7 separate regions of the Mus musculus genome follow, and all the other regions are linked to region 2. A link is a contact called in public promoter capture Hi-C data. All regions are on one chromosome and are shown on one strand. The core of a region is the stretch at or near the end of the contact, and the rest is flanking DNA. Distances in the headings are between cores, read along the strand shown.

Region 1 (3,033 bases), core at 120-2,619, 1.1 Mb before region 2:
AGCCACCCAATCGCCAAAACCCGTGGTTTGCGCGCCACACGTGATAAACGCTGAAAATGGATTCTGCCCGCCCGGGACCTATCATTAAACATTTAAAATAGAAAACTCGCAATGGCAACGTTCTTTCCCCGGCTCCAGCCGAGAGTCCAAAGGTGGGCGACTGGCGGCTAGGCGAGGAGCCCCGCGGCACTCCGAGCGCACGCCGAAACCAGCGCTCCGCAATGGGACAGGTAGGGTCAGAGAGGGGAAGAAAAGGGGATGCGCGGGATGTCAGAACCAAGCTGGCCTCAGAGGGGCAGAGGAAAGGCGGGAAGGCAGCTTTGCCCACAAGGGCCCTTTAAATCCAGGTAGCGCGGGCCGCTGAAGCCGGTTCAGCTCACATGACCCAGCCGGGCGCTTTGAACTAAGCCGCTGCCGAGCCGGGACCTCCCGCCCCTGAGTGAGATGAACCCGCGGCGGAGCAGACAGAGACTCAGGGCTGGGGGTGCACCCTCCGGATAGCCCGGACAAACCCTCCGAGCCAGCAAGACTTATCCGAGACGCACAGAGCTTAAAGTCTACTAAGACCCCGGGGCGAAGAGTCTCTGGCGGGCACTGATGCTTTGCAAATGGAAAGGTGGACCACAGTGGCTGTAAGCAGAGACCCTCTCCCAGTCCCAAAGTGGCCCCAGTCTGAAATATATCCCCTCCCACCGCCACTCACCTAGGTTGACGAAGCTCATGACCATGTCGGCGTCAGTGAGGAAGTGGCTGTCCTGCAGGCTGGCTAAAGGGGGGCCCTGGGTACTGAAGACGGCCTTGTAGGGGTAGGAGAAGCCCTGTCCGTCCGGCCCGCTCTCCTCCACCGCCATGGCGTTGTACAGGTCCAACATGAACATGGGCGCCGAATTATGCTTTCCCTGGAGGTGCGGGCGCGGGCGATGGGGCAACCCTAAGATGGACAGGATCTCCCGCTGCATCTCCCGCCGCTCCTGGCTGCGGAGGCGCCGGTGGATGAAGCTGGAGTGCACCTCGTTGTCCAGGCTGAAATCGGCCAGGGCGGAGCGCAGCAAGAACAGAGGCGCCCAGAGCGCCACGAAGCTGTGTGGCGCCGCAGCGCGCAGCGAGCGCACGTGCATCGCGCCGGCTCTACGCGCGATCCGGGGCACCGGGCCCGCGCCGCCCCAGGTGGCAGCGGAGGGGGCAGGGCAGCGGTCCACGACCCGAGGTCACTTGCTGCAGGCGAGCTTCAAGGCGGCCTCGCCACACATGGCCACTCCCCGGCCGGCTGCGCTTTGCCCGGGACGCCCCTGTCCTTTACTCAGTTCTGGCCCGGGGCCCCTCGGCCCGCACTCGCCAGGACGCACGGCAAGGCTAGCACAGCAACTCCAGAGAGCGAGCAAGAGAGCGAGGAGGCGGGCCGGGGTGGGAGGAGCAGCAGCTTGCAGACCTACAAGTCCGGAGAGCGAGTGCCGGAGAGGCAGCTGGGCGCTGAGCGAACCCTAGCTCCCTCCTCCCGCTCTGATCGCGCTCGGGCCCGCGGGCACCAGCAACAAACCCCTTTCCGATCTCCCGCGTGCCCAATACAAGGGCCCTGCGCGCCCGGATCGCCCGCCCGCCGCCTCGGGAGCCCCGGAGTTGGGCGCGCTGGGGCCGGGGAGCGGGGGAGGAGCGGGAGGACTGACTTCCCCGCCCCTCCCGCTCCCGCTGCCTCCCACCTGCGCCTGTCCCCGCCCTCCCCAAGCCTGGCCCAATGGCTTCATTCATTCCTCCCAGGGCGCTCTACAAATATTTACCGAGTGCCCACCGGGTGTCCGGCACTGGGACAGACGCCGCAGGGACCCAGAGAGAAGAATCCCAATCTGCCCAGCTCTCTCGGGACTCGCACTTGGAAGTGGCCAAAGTGTAGCAACTAAGGGCTGTGCTAGGAAAGCATCCGGGAGGGAGCGCAGGAATCCGAGAAGGCTCCTCGGAGGTGGCCACTCTTGGACCTGGCTCATCTTTCGAACCGCCCCCCCCCCAACACTCCATTTGCTCCAGTCATGCAAAACCCCCTCGGTACCCCCACCGCTTGCCCCTCTGCTATCCTGGCTTTTGTTCCTCGGGGAACGTTCTCTCCCTGCCCCTCCCCCCTCGGGTGCCACTTCCTCTGGGAACCTTCCAGGACTGGCAGAGATAATGTGGAGATAAAGTTCTTTCTACACTTCACTCCCCCAACACACACACACATACACACACACACACACACACACACGCGCACACACACACACACACACACACACCTCCCCTCAAGTCCAGCACCCAAGGGATCCGGGCCCAGGTACTTCTCGGCTTTTCCTTCCCAAGTATCTTTTAACCCAAAGCCTTCAAACCCCAGATGCTGCAGCTCTACAGAGTACATAAGTGAAATCTGGGACTAGAGAATGTTCCCACCCCCCTCCTCTCTTGGGGGGGCGGGGTCCTGACATGAGTCCTTTGGTACCTCACTGTCTAACAACCCCACCCCTAGCCCCAGGTAGGGCCTGAGGAGTAGGCAGTTGGTACCCAAGTTCAGAAGAGCTCCCGACTGCATTTTCCTGTCTCAAAGGACTAGCCTCCCTCTCCTCCCAGGAGGAAACGTCCCAGACAGATACTGGGTCTCTCAGTGGATTGCTGCTCTTTGGAGCCTCCGTTTCCTAATCTGAAAAATGGGAGCAAAGCAGCCTTCACCCAGAATGGCAGTGAGTGAGTGGGGATGGTGAGCCAGGCTTCCTGCTTTGCTGAAGGTGGGCGACAAGCCAAGCGTTTCAGGGGTGGTAAAATGGCAAGTAGGGGCTGGGGAAGGGCCTTGAGTAGGGGGTCCCTCTTGAAGTCCTAGGGTGAGATGGGAAGCCTGGTCTTTCAGGCTTCCTGGAACAGAGATAACTACCTAGGTCTCTCAGGGCTCCTTGGTAGGAATTTTAGGTGATGTGACTGTCTGAGGGGCTAAAAGAGACATGCAGGTCTTAGCCCAGGCCTTGGATGCCACCAGTACTGAGTCCCTGGCCAGTGCAGACCTGAGAGGCCCCTCCCTGG
Region 2 (3,116 bases), core at 373-2,872:
TCTGTCATCCAGGCTTGCCGGTGACCCCAGCCTCCGGAGCTGCTGTTCACTGAGTGCGGCAGCTGCAGCCCTGGGGGGCCCTGGGAGACGCCCCCACCCCCCAAGCCAGGGTAGCAACGAGTGGGATGCATGGTTCCAGAGACTGGGAGGCGACCAGAAACCCCAGCTCGAGGAAACGTGGGCATAACCTCAACACAAAGTACTTTTTGGGGGAGTGGGGCTGAGGGGTTGTCTCTAAGTTTAGGAACCTTTCCCACTTGGGCACAACATTGTAGTGCCCAAGTGTAGATGCCTGACCACTCTTTATTGCCCACAGTAAGGCCAGCAAGGCCTAGCGCCCAAGCTTTTTTTATTATTATTTTTTTCTTTTTTCCCTGGCCTGGTTGTTTTTCGGATACTTTTTTTTTTCTCACAGTTTAAAGAAAAAAAATAAAAAAATAAAAAGGTAAGGCCATCTCAGCAGCGCCAGGCGCCTGCAGTGGAGCGTGCCTGGCCTGCAGAGGCAGACTTCTTCCACTTTTCCTCCGCCCCCGCGCAGGACTAGGCTCTGCAAGAGCCACGTTTCCACATTTCTGCCTGCCTGACAATCCTACTAGAAGTTTACAATTGCCTGGACCCCAGTGGTGGTCTTCGGCTCCAGGGCCAAGGTTTTGAAGCCGTTTTTTGGGGCCAGGACGCCTGCCCCAGAGTCTGTACACTCTTAGGAAAAGGGGAAGAAGGCGCCCCGGGAACTGTCCCAGAGAGGGCGGAGCACTCCCATCCCGGGGCAGGGCAATAAGGGAGCTCCCGCTCCCGGAACGTTGCAAGCAATCTCATGAATGTCGCAGGGGGGCACCCGCGAGGAACGGACAGGAAGAGGGCCGGGGGAATGCTAGAGCCCGGGACCACTGCACGGAAGCGGCCTTGGGCAGGGTTGCAGCCTGATCCCGGGATGGAGGGTGCCGGTGAAGAGGAGTGAGGAGGCTGGGGGAGGCAGGCCGTGAGGTCCTCGTGGAGGCCCGCAGCCTCCTGGCAGTGGAGAAGCAGGCCGCACAGGAAAGAGAGGGGTCAGGTCGGGCTGAGCCTCAGTAGGCTCAGGCGACTATATGGGAGCTGTAGACGCTCCTTTGTCGTTGTGGGCTCGGCCTGTTTGGAGCAGGCCTTTTGTGAGGAGAGTTAACCCAAACTCGGAGTTAGAGCCACATGCCGGGCACGCAGGCGCTCTGAGTTAGGGTTAGGGCGCCAGCACCTTTGGGGAGGTCTTAGGAAGTGAGTGGGTAGGGGTCTCTCCCATCCCCGAGCCGGATTGGCGCGTCAGGCGCTTGTGGATCCGAGCTGGGATTGGGGAGGGGTCTCCAGGACGTTTGATTTCGACGCTAGGATTGGGGGGATTCGAGTGCTTTGAGATCCGAGCCAGCCTTGGGGTAGGGGGAGTCAGGCAGTTGGAAAAGGCGAGGTGGTTATTTGGGGAGGGGTCTCCGCGCTTAGGCGGATTGCAAAATCGCGCCGTGAAAAGCCTAAGGCTTTGTCAAGAGAGATTTCTGTGCAAGAGTGGAATCAGCTAGGCCAGACCAAGAGAGAAAGTGAACAAATCAGGACTACAAGGGGGGGTGGGAGACCCTGAGAGGGGGGGTCACAAAGGGGGAGACAATGGCCACCAGGCGTTTAACCGACGCTTTCTTGTTGTTGCGGAATAATTCCATCCAAACCCGGCAGCTGTTAGCCGAGCAAGTGAGTAGTCACACCACCTCCAGCCCTCTGCATTCACGTAGCATTGCTGCGGTGAGTCTTCCTGGCGGCCTCTCCAGACACACACACCGTGTGCACTGCGGCTCTGCCTGTCTGTCTGTCTCTTGTCTGTCTCTCTGTCTAAAAAGAAAAAAAAAAAAGAAAAAAAGAACAACAACAATAACAAGGCGACGACGACTAGGAGTGTGATACAGAAGGAAGTGGAGCACGGCCATGGCTTATGGGGCACTTGCAACCCCCAATGGGGACCACAGTATCAACCCCTGCCCTGCCTTCTCACTTCCTGGGCCTCCTGGTCCTCCTCCCCCACCATCCGTCGGGCAGCCTCGATTTACATATGTTTTAACACGAGGACTTGGAACCTAGGCCTTTCTCCAACCTTCTTTTTGTTTTGTTCTGTTCTGTTTGGCACTCCCCCCCCCCCCCCCTGCAATGGCCTCACTTTGGTTCTGTGGGCCAGGTGGGTGGTTAGCTGACTCAAATCCTTGCAGACCCCCCCCCCCCAGGAAGGAGTGTGTGTGTGTGTGTGTGTGTGTGTGTGTGTGTGTGTGGTCTGCTCAGCTCAGCTCATTTTCTTTCCCACTATTTTTCTTCCAATGGCCCTAGTTCTCGGTGTGGCCATGTACACTAGGAGTAATTGCTTTGCTGCCCCCCCCCCCCGCCCTCCCCCCTCCGAGGACTCATGTTGGTGAGATTGCAAGGTGCTAGGCGCTTCATTTTCCATTTCCCACACAGGAAATTAAGCTTCTCCATTCGAACTTTTTTTTAAAAAAACAAAACAAAACAAAAAAAGGAACCAACATGATGCGGATGTGAAAATTAATCCCCCAAAATAGCACATGGCTTTTGATTTTATTGACCAGAACTTCACTTCGCCTAGCAGTGTAGGGTTTTGTTATTGTTGTTGTTCTTTTTCAAAGCAATGTTCCAGTATGATTGCTGTATTTGGTTTGTTTTTGATGGAGGCTTTGGCTTCCAGAGCCTCAGTTTCCTGCTCTCTCAGATAGGGGGCGGGTCTGAATGGTGCAGCCAGATGAATATTGTTAGCTTTGTAATAATACCTTTAATTGAAAAGGGAAGGTTTGAATGGAAGCAGCCTTGAAACATGGGGGAATGCACGGTCACCCCACGACCTTAGGGGCTGCATTTGAAACATAGTTCGTGAAACGCTGCAGCTTTCCCGCCTTTTAAACAGTTGCCTTTTAATTTTTTCCTTTTATCATTTATGGAAGTGCTAATGAAAAACTAAGCTGTGTATCGTGATTGTCACTGTCTTGCCAGGACAGTTGTCCCTGTTTAGGTCACGGTGGAAAATATGTTTGACCATATTATTCACAGAAAAGGGATTTTTTATTCTGTGCAAGCAGTTTTAAGGATAAAAGGATGCA
Region 3 (3,075 bases), core at 42-2,541, 1.1 Mb before region 2:
AACCAAACACTATGTACGCTAACTAAACCTTGTTATTTGACTTCTCAGGGGATGGGAGTAAGTAGATGATCACCAAGTGTCCTAGACAGGCCTGTTTCCTCTGTGTTGTACTGAGGTCCCTTAAGACAGGTAACCAGCGGCCAGTTTTTATTCCATTGTTCTGTAACCCTGTTCCTGCCTTACATTTTTAAAAATTGTTTTGGAGACAGAACATTTCTGTGTAGTTCTGATTGGCCTAGAACTCACAGAGACGCCCCCCCCCACCCCCTGCCTCTACCTCCTGCGTGCAGGGATTGGAAGGCCTGCCAAGTTGCCCAACAAGGAAACTAATTTTGTAGGGACCAATCACATTTTGTTCTTCCTCACTGACACTTGTCCTTTCTCTCTCTCTAAAACCGCTTTCCCTGATTGGTTCATTGGAACCCCCATTCTGGAATCTAGCTAACTATGTTGTCATTTTATCTGACACCTTAAACACTCTATGTGGAATGTTTCATAGAGCAGGACTTTTGTGTTTCAAACAGGCTTAATACTGACCTATTAGTACATGGGGCTCAGTAATTAAGTGTACTTGTTGCTCTTGAAGAGAGCCATGGTTCGGTTCCCAGTACCCACATGATGGTTCGACTATCTGTAACTCCTGTTCCAGGGGCTCCTACACAGTTTTCATGCCTCCCCAAGCATGTGGTGCATATACATACACACAGGGACAACATCCATGCACGGAAATAAATCTTAAACATCTCAGGGAGTAGGAACCATTCCCCTTATCATACCGCTCGGGATGTTCCAAGTAGGCAGCCTCTCAGAGGACAGTGCTAGATCTGAGCTGGGGAACTCTTTTTTTGTTTGTTTGTTTGTTTGTTTTTTGTTTTTACATGTATATGAGTATGTTGCCTGAAGAAGTTTAAGCACCACTGCGTGCAATGACCACAGAGACCAGAAGAGGGCGTCAGTTCTCCAAGAACTGGTGTTGGTTCTCTTGGACCTGTGAGCCGTCCAGTAGGTGTTGGGAATAGAATCTGGGTCTTCCCCAAGAAGCCACTGCTCTTGGCCGCTGAGCCATCTCTTCGGCTCCACGATCATCTTTAGACGTTTAAACAACAATCAATATAACGATACACACGCGAAAACAACGCCCTCTCTCAACTAGTTGCCTGGCAACTGCGCTGGCCGACTTTCCACAAACGCACAACTGCTGGCATAAACACTTCCTCTCGCCCTCAGCAGGGCTTCTGCGCATGTGCGCCCGCCTTGAGAGGGGCGGGACGCCGTGCTCTGACGCTTTCCGGGCAGTCCCGGAAGTGGCTCGTGGCGCGTGCGCGGTGCTTCTGTGGTAACGGGGCAGTTTCCACCGGCTTGAGGCGGACGACTCGGCGGTCTGGGGTCTCCCGGCTGCGCCCCCTCTGCCCCGCGCCAGAGCAGGTCCGTGGCTTCGGGCCCCGCCGCGTGCGTGTTCCTCAGGCGGCCGCCGCGCTCCCTCCGGGAAGCCCGGGCCCGCGTGAGGAGACCGAGCCCCTCTCTGCAGCCGGACCCCGTGCGCTCCGCTAGGTAGGCCGGGCCTCTCCGCGTGCGCACACCGCCCAGGCCACGGGGGTGAGGGGACGGTGGGGGACCGCGGCGTGCGCGGATGGGAGGGGCACGGCCGAGCCGGCGGGCGTGGTCGGACGCTTGGGAGCAGCCCGAGCTAACCCAGTCAGCCAGGAGAAAGGCCCCTGAGAGCTACGGGAGCTGGAGAGATGGCTGCGCTGCCTGCCAGAGGTCCGACCGCCTCTTCACCCCCGCTGCAGGGCACCCGGTACGCCCTTGCTCTTCTCACGTGCGCATGGTGATCTGAAACTAAGTCCTCAAGTAAATTGCACGGGAGAGGAGCGTGCGGATCCCAGCACACACTGGGGGTCGTTTCGTTTCCTAACTCCAGGATGGAGGAGTTAGTTTTTCCGGTGAAAATCAAGACTAACTCACGCTCCGGAGAAACATAGCCCTGGCTGCGTGTCTGTGCATCCCTCTCCCTGTACAGACAGGCTTGTAGTCCTCAGCCCCGAGAGTTGTCTCCCGAGCCGTCTTCTGAGACGTGAATGTGCACCTTATGGTGGCTCTGACACATCGTGGCTGTCTCGAAGGCAGCAGGAGTCAAATGCGCTCCCACAGTTCCTTGCAGTTTCCCTTTCCTTGTTATTTTAAGGAAGCGACCCTCATTAGGCTGTGGATTGCTCGGGCCTTAGCCTCGCTTTTGGAGAGGTGGCTGACTTGGTGGAAGTCTGGGTTTTAAGAATTTGCTTTTTAGTAACAGCTTGAAATGTGGCAAAAGCATATGGGAGTCTGGAGTCACAGTGCACAGATGGTTTCCTTGGCAACGACACAGTTGTCAATTACATTCAGTGTTAGACCGTGCAAATCCTTTTCTTTAAATGGGCTCTTTTGTAGACCAGGCTGTCCTCAGATTTCTGTACAGTCAGGGATGGCCTGCTCCTCCTGACCCTGCCTCCCAAGTGCAGAGATCACCTGTGCCAGCTCACCTGACTAACCCTAAACTTTCTCTGCCTGTTGTGTGTATGGCCATGCATGCGTGTCACAGTCCACATCTGGGCAGAGGACAACTTTGGAGTTCTCGCCTGCCTTTCTGTTGGTTCTGAGGGTCGAACTCGGGTTTCCAGGCTTGCACACCAAGTGTCTTTACTACCTGAGCCAACTCACCAGCCACAGAGGAGCCTGGAGAATGTGCACTGTTGTTTCAGGACAGCCGGAAGATGAGGCATGGCGAGGGACGGTAGGGCCCGGTAGACTGCCACGCTCAAGAAAGCAGTGCTGACTATCGATGGCTCCAAGTCTACACCGTCACACCAGACCTTCAGTACTCAGTGGGCCAAAGTAGATTGCTTTGGATTGTTCTTTTCTTTTTTGGTGTTTTGAGACGGGGTCTCTGTGTAGCCCTGGCTCTCTTGAAACTCACTCTGTAGACAAGGTTGGCCTCAACTCTCAGAGATCCGCCTGCCTCTGCCTCGCAAATGCTGGGATTTAAAGGCATGTGCCACCACTGCCTGGCATGAACTGCTTTTCTTAAAGCCCTGAGAA
Region 4 (3,061 bases), core at 401-2,900, 1.6 Mb before region 2:
TTTTTTAAAGATTTATTTATTTTTCTTCTCTTTCTTTTTTTTTTTTTGGTTTTTTTGAGACAGGGTTTCTCTGTATAGCCCTGGCTGTCCTAGAACTCACTTTGTAGACCAGGCTGGCCTCAAACTCAGAGATCCACCTGCCTCTGCCTCCCGAGTGCTGGGATTAAAGGTGTGCGCCACCACCGCCTAGCACTTACTTATATGAGTACACTGTAGCTGTCTTGAGACACACCAGAAGAGGGCATCGGGTCCCATTTCAGATGGTTGTAAGCCACCATGTGCTTGCTGGGAATCGAACTCAGGACCTCTGGAAGAACATTCAGTGCTCTTAACCTCTGAGCCATCTCCAGCCCCTTGATGATTTAAAAAAAAAAAAAAAAAAAAAGAATACTTTCACATTTCTCAACCTTAAAACTTCGATATCAGGCTGGCGAGATGGCTCAGCGGATGGCTACCGAATGCCAGATCTGACTTCAAAAGCAGTACCTACAGACATGGATACCTAGCCCAGCAATACCTTCACCATGGGAATTTTCACGATCTTGCTCAGGGCCTGCCAAGGATGACCCTCCAAACAGACTGCACTGCACCCCTGGCCACAGCCAGAAGCACCAGGGCCGCCTGCTTCTCTAGTGAGCGTCTGTAGCTGTCTAGATGTCAGGGCTCGTTTCTGATCCAGCAGGAGGCCTGTGCCAGCATCTGGTAGGAGGCCCACAGAAACCGATGCTCTGCCCTAGGGGAACGCCCTGCTGCCCACTGGCCCCTGGACACAGGAGTCTGTAGAAGCCACGCTAAGCTCAGAGTGTAACACATTTGGAGGCAGTGTGAGTGTTAGCAGAAAGTCATTTCTCAGGTCATTTCTCAAGATCCCTGCAGTGAGCTACGAGGGACAAGCGTGGGCCTTAATGCTGCATGAGTAGTGCGTGTGTGTGTGTGTTGTGTGGTAGGTGTGTATGTTGTGTGTGCACAGGTGCATATGTGAGCATGTGGAGACCAGAAGTCAACCTTCAGTATTATTCCTGAGACACTGTGCATCTTGTGTTTTGAGATGGTCTCACTGGCCCAGAACCCAACAAGTACTTGGGCTGGGTAGCCAGCAAGTGCACGTTCAGGCTGTCCCGGCCTCCCCAGCTCTGTGACTACAAGTGCCCACCACAACTAGCTTTTTAATGCATGTGCTGGGGACTAAATTCAGGCCCCTATGCTTGCATTCAGACACTATCTACTGAGCCATCTTCCCGGCTCCTTGGGTGACAGTCCCCACAACCCTTAGATGGTAGTGTAGGCCAAAGGAAAGAAATCCATGAGCCCCAGTGAGTGGCCTGTGGCTGGTAACCTTGTTTCTCGATCTACCCCTGTTGGGACACCTTGTACCTGTATCTTACCACTGTCTGGATCAAATAAGTGAAACCAGAAACAGACGATGGCCTCTCCTTAGAGGGTGCCAAGCTCAGAGCATTCCAGCAAGGAAACAGCATCCTCTCTTCTCGTCCCTGGAAGTCCTACCAGGCAGGCTACTCACGGTGAGTGAGCCTCAGGCTTCTTAAGCTAAAGGCATCACAATGACTGGAGCTGTTGGCTCAGGGCCCTCTGTGACATCACGAGCCCCCAACACTAGCCCATCAGTGTCTCTGGCACCACGGCAGGCAGCCCCACCATGTGTAGCTCCCTGGGCCAGCTCTGCTCACCATGCGGACGCTGCTGAGATGGTGCCTGTTCTTGTCTCTGTGCGTCTCTTGTGCCTGTGCCTTCATGTTTTCTTCGATGAGGGAGAAAACCAAGGAAAGCCCAGGGAAGGTGCCTTGCGGCGGACACTTCCGGATTAGACAGAATCTTCCAGAGAATGCCCAAGGCTGGCTTGGGAACAAATGGCTCTGGCTTTTTGTTGCCATTATGATATATGTGATGCTGAAGTTTCGAGGAGATGGCGAGAATAAGGTAAGGATGTCCTTGGTCACACCACAACCATTCATTCGCTCTCAGAAACCCAGGTTAGGTTCCTACAAGTAGGACCACTAGTGTCTGACCTTGAACTTTGGCCAGAAAGCCCTATGATGATAGCTAGGTGAAGTTGCTTCCTCTGAGGATGAGATGGTTTGAGATGGGTTCCTAAACAGCTCATGGTTTTCCTGTGAAGTAAGCTTTGATTATTTTCCCCGACTTGAGAGTAGACTCTGGAGCTCACGGTGTGTTCTGTGGTGTCAGACCTGCTCACAGGGCCAGGCTCACACACTCCAGGCGAGGTGAGCTCTTATTTCCCTTGCTTTTGACTCACTGAAAATGTCTGAGCCAAAGGAAGTTTCATCTCGAGTAAAGTTTGAGGCCTCTACTCAAGAGTCACTACGGGTGTCCCCCACAGTGGCTTGGAGCTCTTCGGGGATTGGAGGGACAGAGGTTCAGTCTAAGATAAACCCAGCATTTCAAGACACTGTGGCCAGGGTCTGGGAGATGCCTCAGTTAGAAAAATGCAGCCTTGGGGACTTAAGTTCTATCCATAGCACCCAGATCAAAGTCAGGCCTGGTGGCGCCCCTGTCCCTGGAGAGCTGGCATACCCCTGTCCCTGGAGAGCTGGGGAGGGAGGCTTAGGAGGACCTTGTTAGACAGCCAGTCTAGCAGAATTCTGGAGTCCCAGCTTCAGTGAGAGACCTTGCTTGCCTCGGGAAATATGGTGAAGTGGTGAGGAAGACAACCACTATCTATCAACCTCCACACACATATTCTGGCTAGAGCAAAGGCGGCCAAGCTGCCTGTAAAGGCTCAAGTGGGAGTCATTTTCAGCTCTACAGGCCATAGAGTCTCTGTGGCAGCTCCTTCCTCCCTTTCTGTCATTTGAGCCTGAGAACAGGCCCAGCTAGTAACAGAGCTTGGCTGTGTGCCAATAAAACTTTATTTACGAAATCAAGTCGCGGGCCAATTTGGTCACAGTTAAAACCAACAACATCCAGACTAGGTTTGTTATTGTGTCCCCTCTTGGCTGAGTCTAACTTTTGGAACTGCGTAGGAACTAGTGAGGCCACTGGAATACTTCACCCGGAATCTCTCTCTCGACAGGAGCAGCAT
Region 5 (2,948 bases), core at 236-2,735, 1.1 Mb before region 2:
GAGGCAACAGGAAGGAGTGTGATAATGATAAAGAAAGGCTCTTCACACAGGTCTCACACACACACACACACACACACACACACACACACACACACACACACACACACGCAGTGTTGGCTTTTAGCCTAGGCTCCACTCCATAGTTACTTGGCAATAGCCAGCTGGGCCTGACTCATTATAAAAGGGGTTGCTTGCCCCCTCCTCTCTCTCTCTCTCTCTCTCTTGCTCTCCTGTCCTTGCTCTCTTCCCCTCTTCCCCCTCTTTCCCCATTTCCCTCCCCCCTTCCTCCCCCCCATGTGCTCATAGCCAGCCTCTACTCCTCTATCCCCACCCCCCCTTTCTCTCAACTCCCTTCCCCATCCATGCCCTAAATAAACTCTATTCTATACTACAGAATAGTATAGGGAAGTGTGGCTGGTCCCTCAGAGGGAAGGGATGCCTCAGCATGGGCATGCAGAGAGGAGGCTGTTATTTCTGCCACTAGACTATTAGAAATAAAAACTATCAACTGGGGCCTGTGGTCAGGTGGCTCTCACGGGATCAGTCCCAGCATCTCTCATACACCTTGATTCAAGCCACTTTGGTCCAGTCAGTTTTTTACCTCATCCCAGTCTCTCTTTGTTAAGGATACGGTTCTAAGAGTCAAGGCTCCTCTAGGACTTCAGAAATCCCACCTTCTGCTCTAGAAGGCTCAGAGAGAATAAAGCGAGACATGTCTTACCGTAGGTCTGCAAGGAGAGGAAGTGATATTCACGCTATTAAGGCTTAGGATGGAAATACTATTTTCAGATAAGCAACAACTTTTTATATATTTTTAAAAATTCACTTTTTTTAAAAAAATATTTTTATGTGTGAGTACCACATGCATGCAGGAACCCACAGAGGCCAGAGGGCATGAGGTCCCATGGAAGTGTAGTTTTAGGCAGATATGAGTTGCCTGGCGGGGGTCCTAAGAAATGAATGAACCTAGGCTCTCTACAAGTGCATTAAAATTCTTAACGCCGAGCTTTCCCCAACGACAATCTTCTTAATAAAAGCAAATCCCAAACATGTTTTGGACAGTAAAAAGCCTTTAATCCCGGCACACAGGAGGAGGCAGGTGGAGAGGACCTGGTACAGAGGCAGGAAGCCAAACCAGGCAGAAATGTTTCCCTTCTCCCATACCTATCCCCAGGTCCATGACCGTCCTAGTGAAAAGTTGTAATTATTACCTCCCCAAATGACCCCCCAAAAGAGCTTTGCAAGTATTATTTCCCCTAAGTTATCAGACCAAGAAAACCTCGACCCCAGAGATCTGCATCTGAGAGCTTCATGTCCTCCCTGAAGGGTAGTGTGTGTGTGTGTGTGTGTGTGTGTGTGTGTGTGTGTGTGTGTGTGTGTGTGTGTGTGTTGGGGGGGCGCCTCAGAGGCCCCTGCGCCTGCGCACTCTGCTCCGCGGGCTGTCCCGCGGTCAGTGGTGCAGTGCGCATGCGCGTGGCTAGAGCGCGGAAAGGTTCGCAGGGGCAGGAGGCCTCAGAGCGGCTCCGCATCCGCCATTATGGCGTTCGCGCCTATGGGGCCCGAGGCCTCGTTCTTCGACGCCCTGGATCGGCACAGGGCTTCCCTGTTGGCCATGGTGAAGAGAGGCGCAGGGGAGACCCCTGCCGGGGCCACCCGCGTGGCCTCTAGGTACAGCAGCTCGGCAGGGCCATGGAAAGCCCGGGAAGGTTCCTCGTGGCGCCGAGGTGGCCTCCGTGGGGAGAGCGTCGGAGGCCACGTCCGAGCCCCGAAGTCGGTGCTCCCTAGTGCTCCCTGGTGGTGACCGGGACCCTGTACACACCAGATGTTTTCTAGAATGTTCCAGGCGCCCCGCTCTGGCTTAGTTCCTAGGTTTATCAGTGTCCTTTATAGTCAGAGAGCTTGAGACTTGCTTTGGATTTATGGGGCTTTGTCTTGTTTTGTTTTGTTTGTTTTTGTTTTTGTTTTAAATGAAAGCTGGGCTTTAATTTCAGCACCGGGAGGCTGAGGCAGGCAGGTTTCTGAGTTTGAAATCAGTAGTTCCAGAATAGCCAGGGCTGTTAGACAGAGAAACCCCATGTTGAAAAAAAATTGTGTGTGTGTGTGTGTGTGTGTGTGTGTGTGTGTAAAATAGGTTTGGGAGTGAGGGATAGAAGAGGAAAGAGAAAGTGAAAAGCGTTTACTCTCTGAACTACCACTAATTAATTTCTCAGAACTAACAAGGACATCATCACATTTTAAGTAATTTATAATAAGACTTTTTTTTTTTTAACCTGAAGGGAACAGATGAACATATTGTAAGTAATTTCTTCACAACCAACTACAGAGACTCTCCTACGGTTCACCTGACTATATCTTGACCTTCAGTATTTGTCTCAGCCTATTCCAAACTTTGAAAAAAATTGTGTTAGAAAATAGTAAATGTTTTAAAATCCATTTTCTGATCTATCCCCCCCCCCACATACACACAGTAGAAACGTTGAGAATTGTGTGGTTGTTAAAACTCAACATTTTGCCCATCTTCTTTGTTTAGCTTGGCTTTCCTCCTTAGGCAATGTGCCAATGTTGCTTAAAATGATTGAGATATATATTTTTTTTAAACTGATGGTTTGTGAAATTAACAGCCAGCTGGAGAAAGCTGGGTTCAGTCTTGATATTTTGTGGTAAAGAGGCATGATTTTTTTGTGGCCAAGTGAACTATTTAGTACAAAATTCATTTTTTTTTCTTTTCTTGTAGTGATTAATTTTTTTCCTTTTGAATCATTACAATTTAAGATGGTTAATTTTTAGTCATGATATCAATTTTAGGGCAATGTGCTATAAGAAAGTATGTATGTGTGTGAGAGCGAGCGCGCTTGCTCACTTGCAGGAGCGTATATGTGTGTTAATGTTTCTGCATTGAATTCTTGGGAAGGAAGTTCAAAGCTAGTCTTACATCATCCTCAGTTAAA
Region 6 (2,953 bases), core at 216-2,715, 1.5 Mb before region 2:
CCGGAAAAGCCCCCTTGATTCCCGCGGTTTCAACTTCCTGGGTCTGTTAGGGTCAACTGGCCAGAAAGCTATTTTGCATGCGGCTATTCTCTAAGACCATGGGGGAACGGTTGGCTTGAACATCTATTTTAATTTTAGTTACTTTACTTCAGGCCTATCTGGGTCTAGGGAAATGCTTACAGACGAGGAGCAGGAAGAGAGCAAATTATTTTAGTCTGTGGATACGGGAGGCACGTTCCCAACAGGTCCTGGCCACTGGGCTGATGGGTATCAAGAATTGTGTAATTGGCTTCGGAATCAATCCGAAATAGTCCCTGCCTCCAATTCCACTGTTTGAAGCCAATCTCCATATACTGTTGGGACGGACTAACAAGATTAGCTCTCGAGAACTGTGGACTTTCTGTTTGGGATGAAAAAAATTAACTATAACAATTAGGCCAATTATTTTCGTTTCGTTGAATTAAAAAATAACACTGAGTATTGCTTTTTGGCTTGGACGGAAAATCTTGGGGTGCAGCAGCATTCTGTGGATAGAAGCTTTGCTTTCTGCCTCCCATGGGACGAGGTGTGCCCATATCTCAGGGCGACCTCCCTGTAGTCCCCCTCCCACTTTACAGCACCTCATTCCACGCGGCCCGTGGCGATGGAGGTTTATTCTGCCTGGAACCTCTTTTCCTGGGCGAGTAGAGGCTTCTGAAGAGCCGCCCGTGACAGCTGCAGAACCGGCGCTCCGCAGGGCTGGGCATCGCAGCAGGGATGGGCCTGGGCGGGGGAGCTCGGGTCTCCTCCAGCCACGGCCCGCAGCCAGATACAGCTTCGGGCTATAGCTGCAGCACGCGGTTGTCCGATTTATTCACAGCAGGTATTACCGTGAGTTTCCTCTTTGGAGCTGGGGGAGCGGACTCCTTCTCGGAATCCTTCCCCTCCCTTCCCTCAGTGGGCAGGTCAGTAAAGTACCCAGGGAGAGGGAAAGGGGGGGGGGGGCACTAGGGAACAGTGGGACTTTAGCTATTTCTCAGCCCAATCCTTAAATGTCTGTCGGAACAGCTGGGGCGAGGTGTCAGGGAACCCCAGGAGTTGAGACACCCTGGAATGGGGCGTCTTCAACTCTCAAGTGACATCCATTTTTTAGGAGGATGAAGGACGGTTCTTGAGGTGGGGAAATCCCAGCTGTCAGCTCTGCCAGTCTAAGGTGTGCAAGGGGGCTGGCAGGCAAAGGAAGCCACGTTTGGGCACCTCAGCTTGGCAGGTCTGCGGTTGTCAGAGACCGCCCACTGATGCCCCTGCGAGCCCCTCGCGACGCCTGGTCCTGCAACACGCTAGGCAGGGTGCGGGGCGGAGCTAGGCAGGGACTGGCTGGGGGCTGCCCCGCCCGGCGCCTGGGCCTCCGCGCGGCGCCGGCCCCCGGGGAGGAGTTATGATAATTTCCTTCCCATTAAGGCGTTCGGGTCCCCCGGCTATCGCCGGGACACACTGTGAGGGTGAGGCTTCTCCGGTCCACGGCTGCGGCCTCTACACACCCACGGCGACCACATCTCTGTGCACAGCCACCGATGCGCGTCCAGTGACTGGGACAGCAAGGCCGGCGCGCGCGGCGGGGGCGGCGGCAGACGCCTGGCCACCGTGACCCCGATTGTGGATTTACCGCTCGGGGGGTGGGGGGAGCCTGGATTTAACTGGCGACTATTTTGGGGGACGCCGGACGCCATGTTGTGGAAAATAACAGATAATGTCAAGTATGAAGAGGATTGCGAGGTGAGCGGGGGCTAGGGAACGTAGCCCCGCCGGCCCGAGCGGGGTCCCAGGGCTGCTGGCCAAGGCTGGGGACGTTTGCGCGGAGCCCTCGCCTTCGGGAGGGATGAGGGCCAGTCTTCGGCCATCTCCTGGGCCCCTTGTTGAATCTGGTCTTGTCTCTCGGGGACAAGGCCTGGCAAGAGCGTGGCAAACCCACCCGCAGAACTCAACTGTGGGTTCCTACGAAGCGCACGGCCCTCCTTTCCATTTTCCCCGAAGAGCGCCCTGTCTCCGGGTCTCAGACGTGGCTTTTTTCCCACGAAGTCTGTCCAGTGTCCACGGAAGCTTCCCTGCCAGCGACACCTTTGAGGAGTCTCCTCCAAGGAAGGCTTGTCACCTGCCCCGCTACCTCCTCGAGAAAGAAAAAAAAAAAAAGAAAGAAAGAAAAGAAAAGTCCAAACAACTGCAACCTGGTTTTCAAGAGAAGTGGGGGTTGGGGACTGTGGGGTGGGGGTGAAGCCAGATGGGGCCTTGAGCGCTCGCGAGTACTCTAGCCTGTCGGACAGGTTGAGCTAGAGTTTCGGAGAGTAGGAGGGAGGGAGGCGGCGAGCGGGAAGAGGAAGAAGATTCAGGCGGCGCGAGGCGAGCACCGGGGAACGTGGGGAGGAGAGGCCGGCGGCCAGGCTGCGGGAGCGCACCGCACCCGCACGACCTCGAGGGGCTGCCCCTGCGTGCATGCCCGGGCGGCTTCCGCTAGGGGGCGACAGTGCCCCGCTCCTGTGTCCCTGCTACCCTTCTGACCCCTGGGACTGATGAAGACACATCTTTTAGGAATTAAGTCTGACCGCCTTGGGGCGAGGGGACGTGCGCAGGCAAAGGTTGCCCAGTTTGGCAGAGTCTTTTCATTCCTTCTCTACACCGGGATGTGTGAGAACCTTGACCATGGCCGGGCTGGAAGACCTCACTTCCTAAGGCGCAGAAGGCACGGGCTTGGCTAGCAAGGATCACAGCTCCGATCCCGCGTGTCGGCTCCCGGTCTCTCCGGACGACATTACTATGAGGCCTTACCTGAGAGTGTCACTTCCGCGGCGCGGCCGCCTCTTAAGGGAGTGAGAGGGGGATGATCCTTGGGGCGGGGAAACGCGCCCTTCGTCGGCGTTGCGCATTATCCGCGCTATTTGCGCGCCGCAGCGACATGGGAGGAGGGTTGTTGAACGAG
Region 7 (2,999 bases), core at 444-2,943, 1.7 Mb before region 2:
AACACCGTCTGTAACTGCAGTTCCAGAGACTCTGACGCCTTCGTCAGGCATCTGTGGACATTGCCTGCACATTTACAGACATATGGGCAAAACACCACACACGTTTTTTTAAAAACTGGATGACTGATGGAGAGTGGCCTGCTACCAGGGATGCCTGGCTCGGTGAGCGAGAGCACGCCTTCTGATCTGTCCCTGTGCAGAGCAGTGGGCTGAAGCTCTTATGATTCACAACTCCTCTCTGCAGCTACAGCGTTTCCTAAAATGGAGCTCGCACTGCCTCTGATCTGACGCACCCCACCCTTTTCAGAATGTGTCTCTCTTGTGAAAAGCCTTCTGGAAATTACTACTTCTTCCCTGTGGACTTTGGCAGGGAGCATGTGGCTGACAGCTACTTCTATTTGCTAAGACAGATTCACACCGTAGTCCAGACTGGCCTAGAACTCTGAGGTGGCCCAGAACAGCCTTAAAGTCGCAGCTGTTCTCCTGTCTCAGCACTGTAGATGTGGGGGTGGGAGCATGCCCGGTTCTACATTTGTCTAGAGCCTGTTCATCCTGTCTAGTCATTGTCACCCCCTTTCGCTACTGTCGCCTGCAGATTGCTGATCACTGGTTCCTTAAAGACCATTTAAAATAGAGACAGCATTCTATCTGTTTGCTTGTTTTGATTGCATTTATTTTATCTGGGGAGGGAAGTATGCACACGAGTGGCAGTATGCATGCAGAGGTCAGAAAGACAGCTTGCAGGAGTCCTCTTCTCCCACCGTGTAATTCCAATAACTCCAACAAGTTTTCAGCTTAGCAGCTGACAGCTTCACCCACTGAACCATCTCACTGGTTCAATTTTTTTAAATTTACTTTTTTTTTCCACTTTGAGTTCGGGGCTGGCCCCAAACTTACTTTGTAAGTCAGGCTATCATTAAACTCACTGAGATTAGCCAGCCTCTGCTTTCTGGGAGTGCTGGTATCAAAGGAGAGTGCCACCGTGGTCTGGCTATGGCATGCTTTTTAAATCTCACACCTGGGAGGCAAAAATAGGTGGGTCTTGGTGAGTTTAAGGCCAGCCTGGTCTACAGATCGAATCCCAGGGGAGCTGGGAGGAGCTGCTTAGAAGAGGGGACCCTTATGCTGAAATGAAATGAAGCCTAAGCTAGTTTTGGGTTTTTGTTTTGTTTTCTTATTTGTTTGTTTGGTTTTTTTGGGGTTGTTTGTTTGTTTGTTTGTTTTTGGTTTTGGTTTTGTTTGTTTTTTGGTTTTTTTTTTTTTGTACTCCGTGGCTCCTCTCTGGATATTGGGTCTGAGTTGAGGGAAACTTTAAACTTGGGAAGTCGTGAGGACTCCACTTCATGAGTTCAGAGCACTCGCTTGACACAAAGAGCCAAGTGTGGGGCAGTATCTGGTGCTCTCAGCAGCGCCCGCTAAAATATAACCACGGAGAATTGGAGTGAAGGTGTAGAAAACGTGGGGTTCAGAGCAGGGCAGTTTACTCCTGTTACCCCAGCTGTCACACCGCAGGGGACAGGAAGGAAGACATGCTGACCCTCAGCGGAAGTCCAGCAGCTTTGCTTCATCATGGAAATGTGTTGCCTCGCTGGGTGGGAATTGTTCCATTAGTCTTCAAGGGACAAGAATGCGGTGTGATCCTACGCTGGGCTGCTCAAAGTAGGAACTTCACCTTGTAAAGCAGAAGGGTGGGTTTTTTTTTTTTTTTTTTTTTCTCCTTCTTCTTCTTTTGTGGTTTCACACAGCAAAGGAGTGTCAGCCTCCACTTACCATGAAGTGGGACAGCAGGCATGGAGGCGTGGGTGTGGCCTGAAGCTCTGGCCCCGCCTCCCCCGTTCCTTTCATTTGACTCTCTTTACTTGAAAGAATCATCTCGACTGTTTCCATGTGTTGGCAAACAGTTCCATAGAATCCAGCTCCTGGGAACCAGCCAGCAGCATGCAGTGATATTGCATCATTGGTCCCTGGAACCAGATATATCAGCGGCAGAACTCCGAGGACCCTGCTCACATCACAGCCATGAGAGGCACCAGCATCAGAGAGGGTGCGCCCAAGGTGAGTGACTGATTGGGGCTGAGTGCATGAGAGCAACAGTTGACTCAACTGTTTTTATCTTTGGGTCTCTAATGAACACGAAGGGTAGGTTATTAGTGGCAGGCAGGTTTGGAATGAGAAAGCTTTGCTCTTTACCAGTTGTTGGTTTCAAGATGACTGGAAATGATGGGGTGAAATCGGCAGGAGGCAGACAGCCCAAGCCCCCACTGTGTGTCTCTTCACCACTCAGCAAACTTCTTAAACATTCTCTCTTTCTCTGCATCCTGAAGGTGCTTAGTGTGGCTCTCAAGGATTCTGACTGGCTTGGGGCACTCACTTCTCTTGAATAGAGAGAGCTTAGACCTTGGCTCTACTCTTGCTAACTCCAATAAGGACACCCATGAACTGCCTTCGTGTTCCTTTGGGCGCTGGGGACTGGAACTCTGGTACAAACTGCAAGTCTGGGCCAGGAACCAAGAGACGGTCCTATAGCATATGTATAGCATGGCACACTGCTAACCCAAGAAGGGCACTGGAGCCTGAGATGTGACGATGGTACTTGCAATACAGGCATAAGGACCTGAATTCAGTACCCAGTACCCACATAAAAAAACAAAAAACAAAAAACAAAAACAAACAAAAAAAACAGGCATGAAAGCGTGTACCTGTAACCCCAGAGACGGCAAGGAGGTGACAGCAAGGTCCCTGTAGTTCTCTGGCCAGCATCCCTAAGACAAGCAACTCCAACTCCACACACACACACACACACACACACACACACACACACACACACACACACAAATAAAGTGGGTGGGTGATGGAGAAGGACATTGTGACATCAACTTTTGGGTTTCACACACCCATACTGTATGCGGGGGCTTGGGGAGAAGGAGGAGAGATCACAAGGAAAGTGAAGCTCACAGTCGTTGCTTTTCTGTCCCCTCCTATTCTTTCAAAATGTGATA

Evidence for each region. Promoter capture Hi-C pulls out the DNA fragments that hold promoters and counts their contacts.
Region 1: a promoter capture Hi-C map of liver shows a contact between it and region 2, with 3 times the contacts expected there. The contact joins the promoter of Bmp7 here to the promoter of Stx16 in region 2. A contact is called at or near these places in 3 of 39 promoter capture datasets (cranial neural crest and liver) and 1 of 115 datasets of contacts at active chromatin or transcription factors (astrocytes).
Region 3: a contact with region 2 is called in a promoter capture Hi-C map of pre-B cells, with 6 times the contacts expected there. The contact joins the promoter of Rae1 here to the promoter of Stx16 in region 2. A contact is called at or near these places in 2 of 39 promoter capture datasets (hippocampal neurons and pre-B cells), 2 of 484 Hi-C or Micro-C datasets (the G1E-ER4 cell line and rod photoreceptor) and 2 of 115 datasets of contacts at active chromatin or transcription factors (astrocytes and large pre-B cells).
Region 4: a contact with region 2 is called in a promoter capture Hi-C map of 3T3-L1-derived adipocytes, with 4 times the contacts expected there. The contact joins the promoter of Fam209 here to the promoter of Stx16 in region 2. A contact is called at or near these places in 4 of 39 promoter capture datasets (3T3-L1-derived adipocytes, the C10 cell line, liver and 1 more).
Region 5: a promoter capture Hi-C map of pre-B cells shows a contact between it and region 2, with 4 times the contacts expected there. The contact joins the promoter of Spo11 here to the promoter of Stx16 in region 2. A contact is called at or near these places in 4 of 39 promoter capture datasets (the 3T3-L1 cell line, the C10 cell line and pre-B cells) and 3 of 115 datasets of contacts at active chromatin or transcription factors (double positive thymocytes, embryonic stem cells and pancreatic cancer cells).
Region 6: a promoter capture Hi-C map of cranial neural crest shows a contact between it and region 2. The contact joins the promoter of Tfap2c here to the promoter of Stx16 in region 2.
Region 7: a promoter capture Hi-C map of pre-B cells shows a contact between it and region 2, with 5 times the contacts expected there. The contact joins the promoter of Cass4 here to the promoter of Stx16 in region 2. A contact is called at or near these places in 2 of 39 promoter capture datasets (liver and pre-B cells).

Annotation. Positions count from the first base shown.
Region 1 is chr2:172,938,952-172,941,984 of GRCm38.p6, forward strand. Bmp7 (bone morphogenetic protein 7) reads right to left here and starts at 1,370. Exons shown (of 7, transcript NM_007557.3): 1 at 704-1,370. The coding sequence starts at 1,118. It overlaps Gm40010 (a long non-coding RNA gene), which reads right to left and starts at 694. Exons shown (of 3, transcript XR_867069.2): 1 at 1-694.
Region 2 is chr2:174,075,429-174,078,544 of GRCm38.p6, forward strand. It overlaps Stx16 (syntaxin 16), which reads left to right and starts at 1,623. Exons shown (of 9, transcript NM_172675.4): 1 at 1,623-1,761. The coding sequence starts at 1,630.
Region 3 is chr2:172,998,826-173,001,900 of GRCm38.p6, forward strand. Rae1 (ribonucleic acid export 1) reads left to right here and starts at 1,292. Exons shown (of 12, transcript NM_175112.5): 1 at 1,292-1,551.
Region 4 is chr2:172,470,904-172,473,964 of GRCm38.p6, forward strand. Fam209 (family with sequence similarity 209) reads left to right here and starts at 1,651. Exons shown (of 2, transcript NM_029608.1): 1 at 1,651-1,938; 2 at 3,053-3,061. The coding sequence starts at 1,690.
Region 5 is chr2:172,978,357-172,981,304 of GRCm38.p6, forward strand. It overlaps Spo11 (SPO11 meiotic protein covalently bound to DSB), which reads left to right and starts at 1,486. Exons shown (of 13, transcript NM_012046.2): 1 at 1,486-1,668. The coding sequence starts at 1,538. It overlaps Gm52538 (a long non-coding RNA gene), which reads right to left and starts at 764. Exons shown (of 3, transcript XR_003953974.1): 1 at 722-764.
Region 6 is chr2:172,548,128-172,551,080 of GRCm38.p6, forward strand. Tfap2c (transcription factor AP-2, gamma) reads left to right here and starts at 1,466. Exons shown (of 7, transcript NM_009335.2): 1 at 1,466-1,755. The coding sequence starts at 1,708.
Region 7 is chr2:172,391,951-172,394,949 of GRCm38.p6, forward strand. Cass4 (Cas scaffolding protein family member 4) reads left to right here and starts at 1,694. Exons shown (of 7, transcript NM_001080820.3): 1 at 1,694-2,055. The coding sequence starts at 2,020.